Regions from separate parts of the Zea mays genome. Here regions 1, 3 and 4 are each linked to region 2. The links are chromatin contacts, called in public Hi-C maps. All regions are on one chromosome and are shown on one strand. Each heading gives the region's core, a stretch centred on a gene start, on an enhancer-like site or on the middle of the called end of the contact. The rest is flanking DNA. Distances are from core to core; before and after follow the strand shown.

Region 1 (3,530 bases), core at 671-3,170, 130 kb before region 2:
GGCATATTACAAGCATGCTATATAACAAATGATATTGTGTAGAGTCTAAGGCAGAAATTATAGTTTTGTGCACTCACATCTAATTTTAAAGAAGTTATTATCATGTCGAATGAACAGTTAGGCAAAGAAAAGGAGTCAGACCTTAGTAACCAAGTTACCGGATAGATGGGGTCAAGAAACGGGAACGTGGTACAATACTTAAAAAGGATTTTGACACTGAGGGGGTGAGATTGTATCCGTGTTCCCAGAACACAACAAACAAATAAAGTTACACGTTTAAAATACTATACTAGATGGGACATACTCAAAACAATTGTACATAACATAATCCACAAAAAACACTATAAAGCAAACAAAATATAAATCTGAAAGAAGATATCCCCCACTCATGCTCAACCAGTGATATCATGCACAGGTACCATATACGCACAAAACAGGGAGAGGATTATTATGGCGTTGACTCATACACAATGGCCATATAAATACATCCATTGGTAATCAGTTTTCAACGCAGAACTCAAATGTCAGTCACATAAAATAACTGTTTGAAATAAATAGTAACCTAAAAAGAGCAAGCAATGACAACAAACTTTATGTACAGGCTTGAGATAAATTCAGAAATTAAGATACACAACAAATAAAGCAAAACAGCAAAACAAACAGAGGATCAGAATTCTGGCTTGGTTTTCTCAGATGAGAAATTATAGCGCTCAGTATGTTCATTGTCGATCATCTGGGGAAAGGGTCATCATATCCTCATAAGTGTGCAACATAGTTAAAAAACACAAAACGAGGCTACAAATAAGCACTACATAAAATTCAGAAATACATTTTATGCAAAAATGGAGGATCAGAATTCTGGCTTGGTTTTCTCAAAAGAGAAATTATGGCACTCAATATGTTCACTGTCGATCATCTGGGGAAAGGGTCATCATATCCTCATAAGTGTGCAGCAACACAGTTAAGATAACAGAAAAGGCACAAAAAGAGGCAACAAAAAAACACCACATGGAATTCAGAAATATTTTATCATAAACGGATGATTAAAATTATGGCTTGGTTTTCTCAGATGAGAAATTATAGCGCCCAGTATGTTCACTGTCTATCATCTGACCTTCCACTGATAACATTAAGTATAGAGTGAACAAACATTCAGTGACGTAGATAAAAATACGTTGTCCAGAGAATATTTCGGTGGGCGTCCATGCAGCCACAAAGTTCATAGTGGCTGAGGTCATGAGCCCTATTCTCCTTCTTTCAATGTCGTATTTCCATCTTGACATCTAAAAATGTTCACTTCACTTGATTTTTCCCCTGCATAATCCTAATACTCCCACTGTGAGCAGTAAAAAAACAGCTACATGAACACGTCCATAGGCACGGATTGAACATCCACGGGATCAATCTACGGTATTGTAACATAGGCAGACATCCATATGCACCGATTTGACTACCTAACCCGTTAATCAAGAGCTAAGTAGCCTTACGCATGAGACAGAATATAAAGTGTGAGCTTCCTTACACTTAGAATTCCTGAGGGTCCTGAGGACAGTCTTGTAGCCGAGCGTGTACTTGCCGCTCTTCATCACAAGCTGAAGCTTGTTGTTGATGTTGTCCGTGGACTTCTTCTGCACAAAACCAACAACGAAAAACGAAAAACAGAGCTTAGAACATAAATTGCAAGACTGGAAACATGAATACTTGGAATGCAGCAGCAAGACATGTTGCCGCCCAGAAGACGGCAGCAGATCGACGGAAAAGGTGGGAGAAACGTGGGCTTGTAGTCGAGAACTCGAGATACGGGGGTAGATGTGAGAGGGCAGCAGATGTGATCGTTACCGTCTTCTTTGCGGCCACCATGGTTGCGCCCCGATGAGTGACGGCGTCGAAGCGGCTTTGCGCGGCGGCGGCTCTTCTCGGGGATGACTGCGGGGCGGAAGGCTGGAGAGCTAGGGTTTGGTTATTTATAGAGTACAAGGAACCCTAGGGGTTACTGATGTGGGCTTTGTATAGGATAGAATGGGGCTTACGAGTTCTTTGAGCCCAGACGGCAGACGCCCAGACGCGGAGTATGAACTTTGATTTTTGTGGCCAGAAAAAAAAATCTCTTTGACTTCAAAAATAGTTATTTCTATTTTTTGTGGCAGAAAAAAACGTGAGACTACGTACCATGTTGTAAATATGCCCTACTACAATGCTCATGGGTTGTGATGGTATGTAAATTATTTGATAAAAAAGTTTGTGAATAACGATTACATAAAAACGAATAACTCATATATTATCATCAGCATGAACGACGATGTGGTCCATGAATGGCCATATTCGTGCTATGAGGTTCTTGATGTAAATAACCTCATAGAGCTTCTTTCTCGCCAGTCACCTCGATGGCCTCGAGCGTTGTTGGGACCATGCTTTGTCGTCGAAGGTCCTGCAGAAAGAAACAACTTCGGCTGAAGCTGCTCATACGTGATGTCGAAGGTGTCATTTCGTGAAGCTTCGGAATTACAAACCGACTTAAAGATAGAATGACCTTTTAGTCCACAAGAGTCCGAGTCATTGTTGTAAACTTTTATGAGGGGTACGATTGTAATTCCTCACGGGCTGTGTCCTGTGCCTATAAATAGTGAACAATATTCCTTTACTGTTCACGCATTCCTGCAATTGCAATCGCATCACTCGGAAATTATACTTTGTCAAGGAAGAGGTATAAATGTGTCTAAATATTACGTTTGAACATCTTAAATTTATATAGTATATAAATGATGTTATTTATTTTCAATTTACTTGTCTTTAATGCTTTATGTCTTACGTTATTTTATATTATCTTTGTGAGTTCAATTACGAAAGTATAACTTTCGTAGTTCTGCCATTATAACCTTCGTCCGAAGTATATCCTTGGGGAAATAATGCTTCAGCGGACGAAGGGCACTGATATTTTAACATTTTATGTTGCCTTATTCTTAATTCATAGCATTTGAGAACAAGTCCCCAACATTGGCGCCCACCTCCGGTGAACTCACTTCCACTTTTTTGAGCTGATGGCTTCGTTCAACGATCAAGCTGGAGCTGCTTCGGCTCCGAAGCTGGTACTCCCGATAACAGGCGGTTCATGCTCAGAGCCAGCCAACAAGAAGCAGAAGAAGGAAGCACAGAGAAGGGTATAGCACGTTGGGGTGCAAGGACCCTTCATCAAGTCAAGATGGTCTCACATTCCAATTACCTTCTCTCAAGAGGATCTCCAACTCAAGGATTACCCACACAATGATGCTATGGTTATCTCTTATGTGATCAAAGGATTCCTGGTCCATAATGTTTTGGTTGATACAAGCAGCGCAGCTGATATCATATTTGCTAAGGCCTTCAGACAGATGCAAGAGCTCGAGGATAAAATTCATGATGCCACACATCCCCTTTGTGGCTTCGGAGGAAGGCAGATCGTAGCACTTGGAAAAATCACAATGTCAATAACCTTCGGATTCATTAACAACACAAGGACTGAACAAGTTGTATTTGATATTGTTGATATGGAA
Region 2 (3,635 bases), core at 460-2,959:
CAGCTCTGAAAACGAAAGCACATCGACATTGTTGAATTTCCTCACGTTGCTATCGTTCTGAGTCATCTATTAGGAACTTTGGCGTGACAAGGAATTGCTGGACACATTAGATGTTCTGGTTGTTGACTTTTGTGTAAATGGATCCAACTGTATGTTGCTTATGCAATCAGCTACTCTATCTAGCGGTAGAGTGTAGACAACCACATCTTCACTATTTATAACGCCATTTGCGTTTTTACTCTGCTTCATATTCCCTCCGTTCTTTTTTATTTGTCATGTCTCAAAAATGAATAGGGGTGACAAGTATCAAAAGGGGAGGTAGTAGTATCACATTATGCTGCTTAAATTCTATTTTAAGGATGTACATTCAAAGTAGGATCAAGCAATTATGATTCAAGCCTGGCAGGTTGTAAATACTTGATGCAGTACTAAAATTAGAATAGCCAGGTGTAATTACTTCTCATGGAAACAGAACACATGATCAAATCTTTTTCACAACACCACGTTCTTGGTTCCTATATCAGCAGTTCAGCACTCATGAAAACCTTATATGCCCCATCGATTCATATACTTTGCCTGGTCCTAATAATATGTGACATAAAAGAAATAGCATTGTTTCGTGACTCTGCTTCTTCTGTATAAGCATTGTACCAAAGCATGGATGCAAATGCACTCATGAAAACATATGAGCATTTTTGACAGACTTGTGATCACCAACAAGACAAAGACAGTGGAAGAACCGACGAGCAAAGCGTCGGCGTGAGCTCATTTGAGGTCGTCCTCGCAGTCACTGAGCAGGTCGTCGATGGCCTCGGCGTGCGTCATGCGCGCGGACGCCTGCTTGACCCAGCGCGCCATCTTGGCGGTCTCCCTGCTGACCTGCACCTGGTCCTCCAGCGCCTTCCTGAGCCGGCGCTGCTGCTCCCTGAGCTCGGTGGCGATCCTCCTGTTCTCGTCGCCCCACTCGTCGGCGTCGACGCCGAGGACGTCGCGGGACCCGTGGCAGACCTCCTTCTTCTTGCCCTTGGCCGACGGCGCCCTCCGCAGGGGCTTCTTGGGGGAGAAGCCGAAGCAGCACGCCTGGCGCGGCGGCGGCGGCGGCGAGGGGGAGACGGAGGAGGAGTCGCTCCCCCTGTTCCGCTCCCGCAGTGTCGGCCGGCCCCGCGGCGCCGACCCGAACAGCTGATCTAGGTCCTTGGCGTCGTCGGCGTGGACCGTGGGTGCGGGTGCCGGGGCGCGAGCCTGCCGCGGCGAGGACCCGCCGCCCTTCGTCTCCGCGTCTCCCGGCGGCGGGTCTTCGTGGACCGGGTGATGCACAGGCGGAGCAGGAGCGGGAGGATCGGGGCCGGGCAGAGCGGGGGCCGGGCGCGGCGCGGTGGCGCTGCGGGCGAGGGTGCTGACGGGCGGCACTGCGGCGGGCGAGGGGAGGGACTTGAGCTTGCGGAAGCGGGCCTCGAGGCTGGACGGAAGCGCGGAGTCGTCATCGAGGTGGGCCGTGTTGAGCTTGGCGACCTGCTCGAGCGCCACCAGGTCCGCCGCCTCCGCCAGGATGGCGTCCACCGCCGACAGCTTGCCGCCGCCCGAGTAGTAGGCCATACAGGGCGGGCGGCGCCGGTGGTGTGACCGTGTGAGGGTCTGGAGGGGAGGGTGGGGAGGGCGAGTGAGGTAGGGTGAATGTGCTGCGACTGCGACGGGAGCGGAGGCGGCGTCCGATCCTTTCCTTGTCACGCTCTCGGCGTGTGGCGGTGAAGAAGTAGAAGGCCGGTCGCCGAGGGGGGCCACCACGCATCGGATGCCTGCGCTTTTGACCGTTGTCATGTGCTGTGGTTATGGGGCCAGGACGCCGCGGCCTGCGTCAAGAGGAACGGATCAAGGCCCATCACGCGCTTCTAGGCCCACACAATGCTGTAACTCACAAAGAAGCTTGTGTATATACGAGCACATCCAAACCATTAGCGAGTCTATCAGCGTTTCTGGATGTTGATAAAGTCATCGTCTCGTTGTGTCCCACCTCAAACCTTCGAAAAAAACACGATTTACGGGGGCTCTTTAGGTAAAACTGTTTTGTTGTGCCCCGTTCCGTAGAGCACGGCTGTAATAGACAGCACCTGAAGCCAGTAGAGAAGCCGGACCTAAAGGATCTATTGATCTAAGGTACCATAGGTATTGATGTAATTTTCTAAAAAAAAATCAGCCAAAAAACAGAAAATTGACTTGGAACAAAAACAGAAAGAAACGACTCGTTGCCATCCCAAACTCGTACCTGTGAACAGTATCAATACCAATTAAAAAATCATACCTACGACGAGTTTGAAATTTTAACCAAACCCGTACCCATCGGGTTAGCAGGTACCCACGGGTTTCATCTCCAATATACTAGTTCTTCTTATAATCAATAAGTATTGTCCAAAATTTATGTGATGAACAACGAGTTCAGGAGTTATCCATCTACCACATATATGATGCTAGTAAAAAACTATAATAACAAAGCAACACTCTCACCAACTACTTATACACTCATCCTTTGATAAAAAATAGGAAGTAAATAGGGAGATAATAAGTTTGTTGTTCGTTTATAAAATAAAATGATAATATGCGCTAGATTTGCTCGGGTTTAAAAAACCCACGAGTTCACGGGTCTGGGTACTGTAGGAACAAATCTGTACTCATAAACCCGTCGGGTATAGATTTATGTCCATTAATAAACCTATGTGTATTAAATTGACCTAAATCCATACCCTAATAGGATAAAAACATCGGATTTCAGGTTTTGAGTACACATTTCCATGCCTAAATGGAAGCGAGGAACTTTGTTGAAGAAAAAGAACGGGAACCAAGTCCAGAAGGTCCAAAACAGAGAGAAAGAACCCATCCAAAAATAGAAGTGGGCCAACAAAGCATTAAACCGTACAGAGAAAAAAACAAGGGAAGCAGCCTAGAAACACTATGGGCCATCAAGCCCATGACCCGTCGCTGCCCTAAGCCCACCTACAGCCTTTTTGTAGCTTTGTTCCTTGTTGAGGTACACAGCTGTGTTTCCTTTCTCGTGCAACCTCAGCGTCTGTCCTCCTTTGTCCTTTCTTTACTGAGCTGTGTGTTCCAGAAAAAGCCCAATTTGGCGTGTTGTGATGGTCTTGGACAAGGCAATATTCAAACACCACACCGCTAAATATTCTTCTTTCAAAGTACAGTGCTTCCTTCATCTCAAACAAGTACACTTCTGGTCCTCCTAATTCTTGTAGGTCTATTTTATTTCAACTTTCAAAGTGAAATCATTTATCATTACATGCTGGAACAACTTTTGATATAAGTAAGTATATAATTTTCATGTAACTCTGCTCTCCTTTGAGAAACATAAATTTTATTTTAGAATAGATGAAGTAAACATAACCGATAGCCACTAGGTCACGCAAAATATTGTTTTTAATTATAGGTTTAAGTGGTAAAGACGCTCTAGATACAAACGACAACTTCGGGGCTGACAGATTAAAGTCAACTATTCGAATTGCTGTAATTCTCCATAAAGACAAAACACTGTAGAAATAATAAAAGCCGATATAGATTAATAGTTTTTTCCAAATATTTTTTTTCTTCAAAAGAGTGACATTTTAGATCTAAATTATAGCTACTCTAAA
Region 3 (3,178 bases), core at 146-2,645, 220 kb after region 2:
CGACGATTTGCAGCAGCTTGAGCTCGCGTGATCCGGCCATTGGATGCTTGACAAGCATTAAGCACAGGGTTTTCTTTTCGCATAGCCATCCGAACCTGAGTGTTGTAAAATAAAAAGACTATGTGACTTCATGCAAGTGGCTTGTGGTATAGTATTGGGGAGTTGAACAAGTGAACAGTACTATGCACTTAGGAATCACGAGAAATGGTGGAAAACTCAACAACTGAAGAGCAAGGTTGTAAAAGTTTCTAACAAAACCTCGTCGGAAAGTTGAAATGAAATCATATTTGTATTCAAGAGATTTAATGTCAAACCATTGATGTATTAAACTTGTAAGTCAGAGGAGGAACAAACAGGCACAGTACAGGGCATACCAATCACATAAACACCACATAGCAGGCCTGTTCAAGTCGGAATCATCTAAACGCATTACTTGCTCATGTTGGAATTCTACAGAAAAAGCATGAGAAACCCACAATTTGAACATAAACAATCCAAGCTCTGGACTGGGCCAGTTGTATTTCCTTTTGTGTGGCAAATCTGCACCCCAATTTTCTTTCTTTTCCTTTTTTAGAAGAAAATTATCTCTTCACACATCGTAAGAAGGATTACCTATTTGGATCTCTGAGGAACTGCTGCGTTCACATTGTGAAATTAAAACGAACGGTGCAACAGTGAGTCCGCGACACATGACAACATCCGGATCAAGAATGCACCATGGTCAGACCACATAATCCGCCGAAAAAGCTCTTGTAATGCGGCAATGGGAACGCGTCGACGATTCTTTGGCACGCTAGACGGTACCGCCAAGCACCCAGCCGTCCAGGATAGGACAATCTCACCAAAAAGAAGCTTTATTCGCAGAAAGAACGAGAATGGTTCGTCCTCGATCTTGGGGCGGTCAAGTCAAGGCCGGCGCAAGAGGGTTTCTTGGCCCCGTCCCAAGCCCCAAGAGTACTCTCCCCTCCAAGAATGACAGCCTAGCCCCCTAGGTTCCTGGAGGCAGCGAGAATAGGAGGAAGAAGCCCGCACAAGAACCCGACGTGAAGGCGGGGCCGGGGATGAAGAGGCGAGGAAGCTAGGCTCACCCTCGGCGGAGGCGTCGTCGATCCGGGGACCCCCGTGCCCCAGCGCCGTAGATCCGGCCGCGATCTGCACGGCGGCGCTGGCGGCGGCGGCGGCCCTACCCCTTGTTGGGTTTTTTCCCGGTGGGGTGGTTGTGGTACTAGTACTAGTACTAGTACTAGTGGAGGGTGGGGGAGTGTGGGAGTAGGAAAGGAAGGAAGGGGAGATGGGGAGCGGTGTCTGGATTTCGTTGCCCTTTTTGGGACGGAGAGGTGAGGGAGGGCGGAGACCGGAGCGGAGGAGCGGAGGAGAGAGGAGAGGGAAAAAATGGATGGACTCGGTGAGGGTTTCAAAATTCGAACGGCCGGTGCTGAATGCGCTGTCCGTTTCCGTTTCCCAGTCTTGAAACGCCAAGTGGTCCCTGGCCCTGGAGATCTGCGTCGCGGCGTCGGCCCGGGTAGGCGGCGGTAGCGTGGGCTACTGGGCTGTAAGGCCAGTAGGAAATATGGTCTCCTTCAAGCCGTGCCAAAGGCCCAACATCAAGTGAACAGGCTCCCAATTAGAGATGGCAATGGGATCCGATTCCACGATTTCCCGCGGTGAATTCCTCTACTTTGCGAACCTCAAATCCTCTTCAGGATTGGAGGGGATTGATTTTCTTCTCCAATCTCCTTCAATCCCGAAGGGGATTTAAGTTTCCAAACTAGCCCTTAGGTGATAGGGGTGGGGGATTTTCTTCCCACATGAGGATATAAACGGAAAAAAAATCTCCCCCGGCGGGTAAACGTGGATAGGGATGGAGAAGCATTCCTCATCCCCGTGCCCCGCAGGGACCCGTTAAACTTATATGTGACAATGTTTTCATGTAATAGTCAATAATAAAAATAAATAATTACCTTGTCAAAAGATCATTGTTGTACAAATATGTTCATTTTAATATACACGTGATGATTTGTGCATCTAATCTAACAATGTATAGAAGTGACAATGTTTGACATTAACAATAAATGAAGTACGATATAATTATAATTTAAACGGGGACAGAGATCTCCGACGGGGGGATTTAACCCTGTGGGGAAAAGGGATGGAGAAAAAATGTCCCAGCAAGTGTTCGTGGGGGATCACCAATGGGAAAAAATTTCATCGTGGGAACAGGGATGGGGAGCTAAAATCTGATGGGGAATTCCTCGTTGCCATCCCTACTGACAATTCAAGCCTGTACTTCCATCGATGGTGTCCTTGAGTACCTTTCTAGCGAGAGAATTCGAAATAGTAGAAGAGATAGCAAATAGGATAGGGGAGATAGCGTAAGACTTTTGGGTGTGAGAGCGTAAGACTCTGTTCTTTAGTGCCAAAGGAGGAGGGAGAACGTAAGACTTCTGGGTGTGATGAAAGTATGAGTAACAAGGGATCTTGGTCACTCGTTGCATTATATTTTTCTTGTGTACTTAAACATCGTGTTAATTTTGTATCAGTGATATAGACTCAGGTCTCGACGGTTGCGAATTCAAGATTATCCGAAGCCTCAAGCCAAATTGTGGTAGAGTGATATCACATTGTTCCTTCGTAGAGGCGATGAGTTCACAACTATCAGCAAAGAAATCACATTCATGAAGCTACAATGAGTCTATAAGATGGAGACCAAGGAAAAGGTCAAGGCCTCAGAGAAGTTTTTTGCCTCAACATGTAATGTTCAAGAGGATTAGAAATACAGATGGCAACATACATGAAATAATTGTGTGCTCGTAGATAATAAACAAGATGGATGTGGATATTGGCGCGGTTTTATATCCGGGGCAAGGATAAGGATAAGGATAGGACAATAGATCATGTGATTATTTTTTAGCGGGTAAAGAAAACAATATACACACCTGCATATCTGCTAAACCCGCTCCATAAGCCTGACATATAGGACCGTCTTAGGAAATATATATACAAAAAATAGGTTTTCACCCATCCAAGCATCTCCCAATTGCCATTCACCGACCCCAATTACTCACCCCCGACATTTCCCAATCCCACCCCACCCATTTAGACCTGATCATGGGCCACCCGACCCGACCCACTTGAAAAAACCTGAATCGATCAATGCGACGGACAGGTACGAGCCATA
Region 4 (3,690 bases), core at 206-2,705, 130 kb after region 2:
TGGGAATGACTGACACAGGCCAAGCCGTCGCCATCGGTCATCACAATCAATATAATAAAACACCGCTGGATGCATTAATGACCTTGTCAGCGAAACTTAAGCAACAGGAGTGCTGATCCATCACCTACACGACGATTGATGGAAAAAAAATAGGAAATGCATGGAGCTCACGCAGAATCAAAAAGCTCGATATCAACGTGCTTGATTGATTTGTCATGTCTAACTTGATTCACAGAAGGTGGACGGGGATTGGACGGAGAGTACCTTAGGGTAGGCGATGGTGCCTGGGTGGGTGTCGAACCCGCCAGTCCAGGTTAGGGTTTGGCGTCGGAGGTGGTGCTGAGGCAGCCAGTGTGTGTGCTTCAACGGGGCCTGCCATCCGAGGTGGCGATGAAGGAAGCGAGTAGCAGGTCCGTCGACGGAGCCTCTCGCGCCAGCTGTCGCCGGTGGCGGCGAGGCGTTCCCCTTCAGCGTCGCGGTCGGGCGGTCGCGGATGTGGTGAGATGTGACTCAGGCCATTCTCACGGCTAATGTTGCCACTGGGCTAACAATTATGCATTAAATAATTAGCTAATACTACCAATTAGTTAGGTATGTTTGAAGTCTTAGCTAGTAGACATGTTTTATTTTAACACGATCTATTAGCATCTATTAACAAGATTAAATGCCCTCTACTCTTGTACTGTGATATTAGAGCATCTTCAAGAGACTCTTCATTTTTTACTCTCTATTTGACTATCTATTTACGTTTTTATAAAGATTACACTTTATATATAACATCTCAGTCCAACAGACTATCTATCTAGTTTGGCTAGTCAGGTGGCTAGCCAAAATTAGCTAGTGAGAGAGCCAATTTACAGAGTCAGATAGCTTGCGAGTCAGATAGCTAGTCTGTTGGAGATTTAATTTACTATTGAGTAGCTAAAATTTAGCTTGGCGAGTCATTTAGCTAGTCTCTTGAAGATGCTCTTAAGAGCATCTCCAAAAGAATCTTCATTTTTGACTCTCTATTTAACTCTATATTTACCTTTTCATAAAAAATATACTCTATATGTAGCATCTCCATTCCAACAGATTATCTATCTAGTTTGATTAGTCAGGTGGCTAGCTAAATTTGGCTAGTGAGGGAGCCAATTTGGAGAGTCGGATAGCTTGACGAGTTAGATAACTAGTCTGTTGGAGAGTTATTTTGTTGTTGAATAGCTAAAATTTGGCTTGCTGAGCCATTTAGCTAGTCTCTTGGAGATGCTCTAACCAATCTAATATATTGAGATATAAGTGAATACTAGATATCCAAAAAATCCAAACATAGGCTACAGTATTGGTTGGATGCCACTTGAGCCCACCAACGCCGTTTTCCTTTGCCTATTTTGCAGAGCGGGCCGCCTGGGCGCGCAGGCCCGCGCCACTTTCATCCTCTCCCAGTATCCACGGCCACGGGCTCGCACGCAGTCGCCGCCGCCCTGCCCGTCTCCTTCCTGTCGTCTCCCCTTCTCCAATCGCTTCCCGATCCCAGCCAATATCTCAGACGGAATCGATCCAAAGCTATCCTAGGGTTCCGCCGTCCCGTCCAGATCCGGGCTCGTCGATGGGGAAGGAGGGCGTGGCGGCGGGGCCGGCGGCGGAGGGGAGTAAATCGCGGTCGGAGTGTATCAACTCGTCCAACCCGTACCACGAGTGCTCCGACTACTGCCTCCGCAAGATCGCCGAGGCCAGGCAGCGCCTCGACGACGAGCTCCCTGACTCGTGGAAGCGCCCGCCCGAGCAGCGCACCGTCCACCCGGACTGCATCAATGCCTCCAACCCTTACCACGAGTGCTCCGACTACTGCTTCAAGCGCATCGCCGACGCTAAATCCCCTGCCTGCGGTGCGGGTGATTCCTTCCCCGTTAATTCGAATCGTCGTGAAGCCCTTCTATCTGTTTATTATTGCTTCAAAATCCGAGCGTTGCTGTCCGCTTACCTGGTACTCGGTTGACTTCTTGTTATTAGGGCTGGAGCGTGAGGAGCGACAGCCACCAGCTGATGTGTTTGCCGCCGCCGGCATGTCTGATGCCGTGGAGCAGCATCGGCCTATAGATAACGATTCCGACGAACAGGAGGGCGCAGGTCCGGATGACGGCTACCCGCAGATGACGGAGAAGCAGAAGAAGTTGTTCGAGCTGCGGCTTAAGATGGTACGACGAGCGGCTGATTTACCTACCACTGCATCCGGGCTATTGCCACGCTGTTTGGTATATCAATTCATTCATCCATTTTGTTGTTGTCTAACGTTCCGCAGAATGAAGCACGGAAAGCGAACCAGCAGGCGATGGTTGCCGAGAAGAAAAGGATGGAGCCTCGTGGCGAGAGCCGAGGTGTTTCTAAGCAGAAGTGGTTAGACGACAGGAAGAAGAAGATTGGGAAGCTGCTGGACTCGAATGGGCTTGATATGAAAATGGCGTACATGCTCGACACGCAGGAGACTGCAGAAGCCAAGTACAAGAAGTGGGAGAAGGAACCTGCTCCATATGGGTGGGATGGTGAGTGAGCTCAATCTTCTAACGCCCACAGGTGTCTGATTGGTAGAGAACAATGTTTTCAAAACACATAGATTGGTGATGTTTACTGCATGGCTTCTCTGTTGCTAGTTGTATAGTTCTTGATGAGTTTCTGCTCCATTCACATTAGTATTCACGGTGCATTGTTATTCATGATTGGTTACTTGGCTTGTGACAACATCAGACTAAGTGTTATGTTACCTTCTGTTATTCATGTTATAAGAACATGTCCAAAGAGAAAGAAGTAAATCCTGTGGAACATAAGTTTATTATTATTATGGGGTTAGGATAGTAGTACGGTACCTTCTTGGCAAAAATTATATTGAATAACTATCTCAGTCCATCCTGCATTTGTATGGTATAAACCAGAGAAGTAAGCTAAGTTTGGAATGTATGGCGAGATATCTCTGTGTCATGTATAAATATACATACAATAGGTAAAATGTTTGCTATTATGTTGCTGGTGTCATGGTGTGTAACTATGTATAGATTGCAAACATATCTTGCTACATAATAATACTCCCTCTGTCCTAAAATAAAATTCGTTTTAGCAAATTAGTGAGTTCATACAACACTTGATGTATATGATTTGTATATGTGTCTAGATTCTTTGAATATAGACATAAAAACCAAGAGCTAAAACAACTACTATTTTGGGACCGAGGGAGTATGTATTCAATACTAGCAGCAACAGTGTTATTATAGAGAATCGTTATTATAGGAATGTCTTCTATTCTTTTCAATTCAGATGTTATGATTAAACACTGTTCCATTATTTTTATGTGCACAACATACCATACATACATTTTGAAGTCCAAATGCACCTTTTTATTTTGGTCTTTGAGTTGCATTGCATCTGAGAAATTGCACTTATGCTTTCAGTTTTCAATCAAAAGACCTTGTATGACGCATACAAGAAGAGGACCAAGAACATAGAAGTTGACATGGAGTCTTACAATAAAGCCAAAGAAGCTGATCCTGAATTCTACCGCGACGCCTCAAGTCTCCAGTATGGGAAGGTACTGGTGCCTGCCATCGCACCACATCTACGAATCCTTGAATGCCTTTGTGGAAACGAGCCTTCGACACTGACTGCTCTGTGCTTTGCCTTGCACAGGTGTCCAATGTCCCAGAAGAAAACATCGACAAG

Evidence for each region. A called contact is a pair of places that touch in the nucleus more often than the background predicts.
Region 1: a contact with region 2 is called in a Hi-C map of bundle sheath, with 3 times the contacts expected there. The contact joins the promoter of LOC100502201 here to the promoter of LOC100276839 in region 2. A contact is called at or near these places in 13 of 25 Hi-C or Micro-C datasets (bundle sheath, ear, endosperm and 5 more).
Region 3: a Hi-C map of endosperm shows a contact between it and region 2, with 3 times the contacts expected there. The contact joins the promoter of LOC100280697 here to the promoter of LOC100276839 in region 2. A contact is called at or near these places in 10 of 25 Hi-C or Micro-C datasets (bundle sheath, ear, endosperm and 4 more).
Region 4: a contact with region 2 is called in a Hi-C map of ear, with 7 times the contacts expected there. The contact joins the promoter of LOC100274600 here to the promoter of LOC100276839 in region 2. A contact is called at or near these places in 14 of 25 Hi-C or Micro-C datasets (bundle sheath, ear, endosperm and 6 more) and 3 of 3 datasets of contacts at active chromatin or transcription factors (leaf, seedling and shoot).

The regions. Positions count from the first base shown.
Region 1 is chr5:61,317,616-61,321,145 of Zm-B73-REFERENCE-NAM-5.0, forward strand. It overlaps LOC100502201 (60S ribosomal protein L30-2), which reads right to left and starts at 1,921. Exons shown (of 5, transcript NM_001196678.1): 1 at 1,840-1,921; 2 at 1,523-1,628. The coding sequence starts at 1,860. LOC111589380 (small nucleolar RNA Z103) reads right to left here and starts at 758; the gene lies at 663-758. It overlaps LOC111589381 (small nucleolar RNA Z103), which reads right to left and starts at 941; the gene lies at 846-941.
Region 2 is chr5:61,451,535-61,455,169 of Zm-B73-REFERENCE-NAM-5.0, forward strand. LOC100276839 reads right to left here and starts at 1,710. Exons shown (of 1, transcript NM_001165438.1): 1 at 595-1,710. The coding sequence starts at 1,596. The coding sequence ends at 766. LOC103626439 (pentatricopeptide repeat-containing protein CRP1, chloroplastic-like) reads left to right here. Exons shown (of 7, transcript XM_008646845.3): 7 at 1-238.
Region 3 is chr5:61,671,047-61,674,224 of Zm-B73-REFERENCE-NAM-5.0, forward strand. LOC100280697 (cyclin-A2) reads right to left here and starts at 1,396. Exons shown (of 12, transcript NM_001153616.2): 1 at 1,089-1,396; 2 at 1-95. The coding sequence starts at 89.
Region 4 is chr5:61,583,585-61,587,274 of Zm-B73-REFERENCE-NAM-5.0, forward strand. LOC100274600 reads left to right here and starts at 1,456. Exons shown (of 5, transcript NM_001148952.1): 1 at 1,456-1,868; 2 at 1,993-2,177; 3 at 2,282-2,522; 4 at 3,423-3,559; 5 at 3,658-3,690. The coding sequence starts at 1,589. It also overlaps the pseudogene LOC103626440.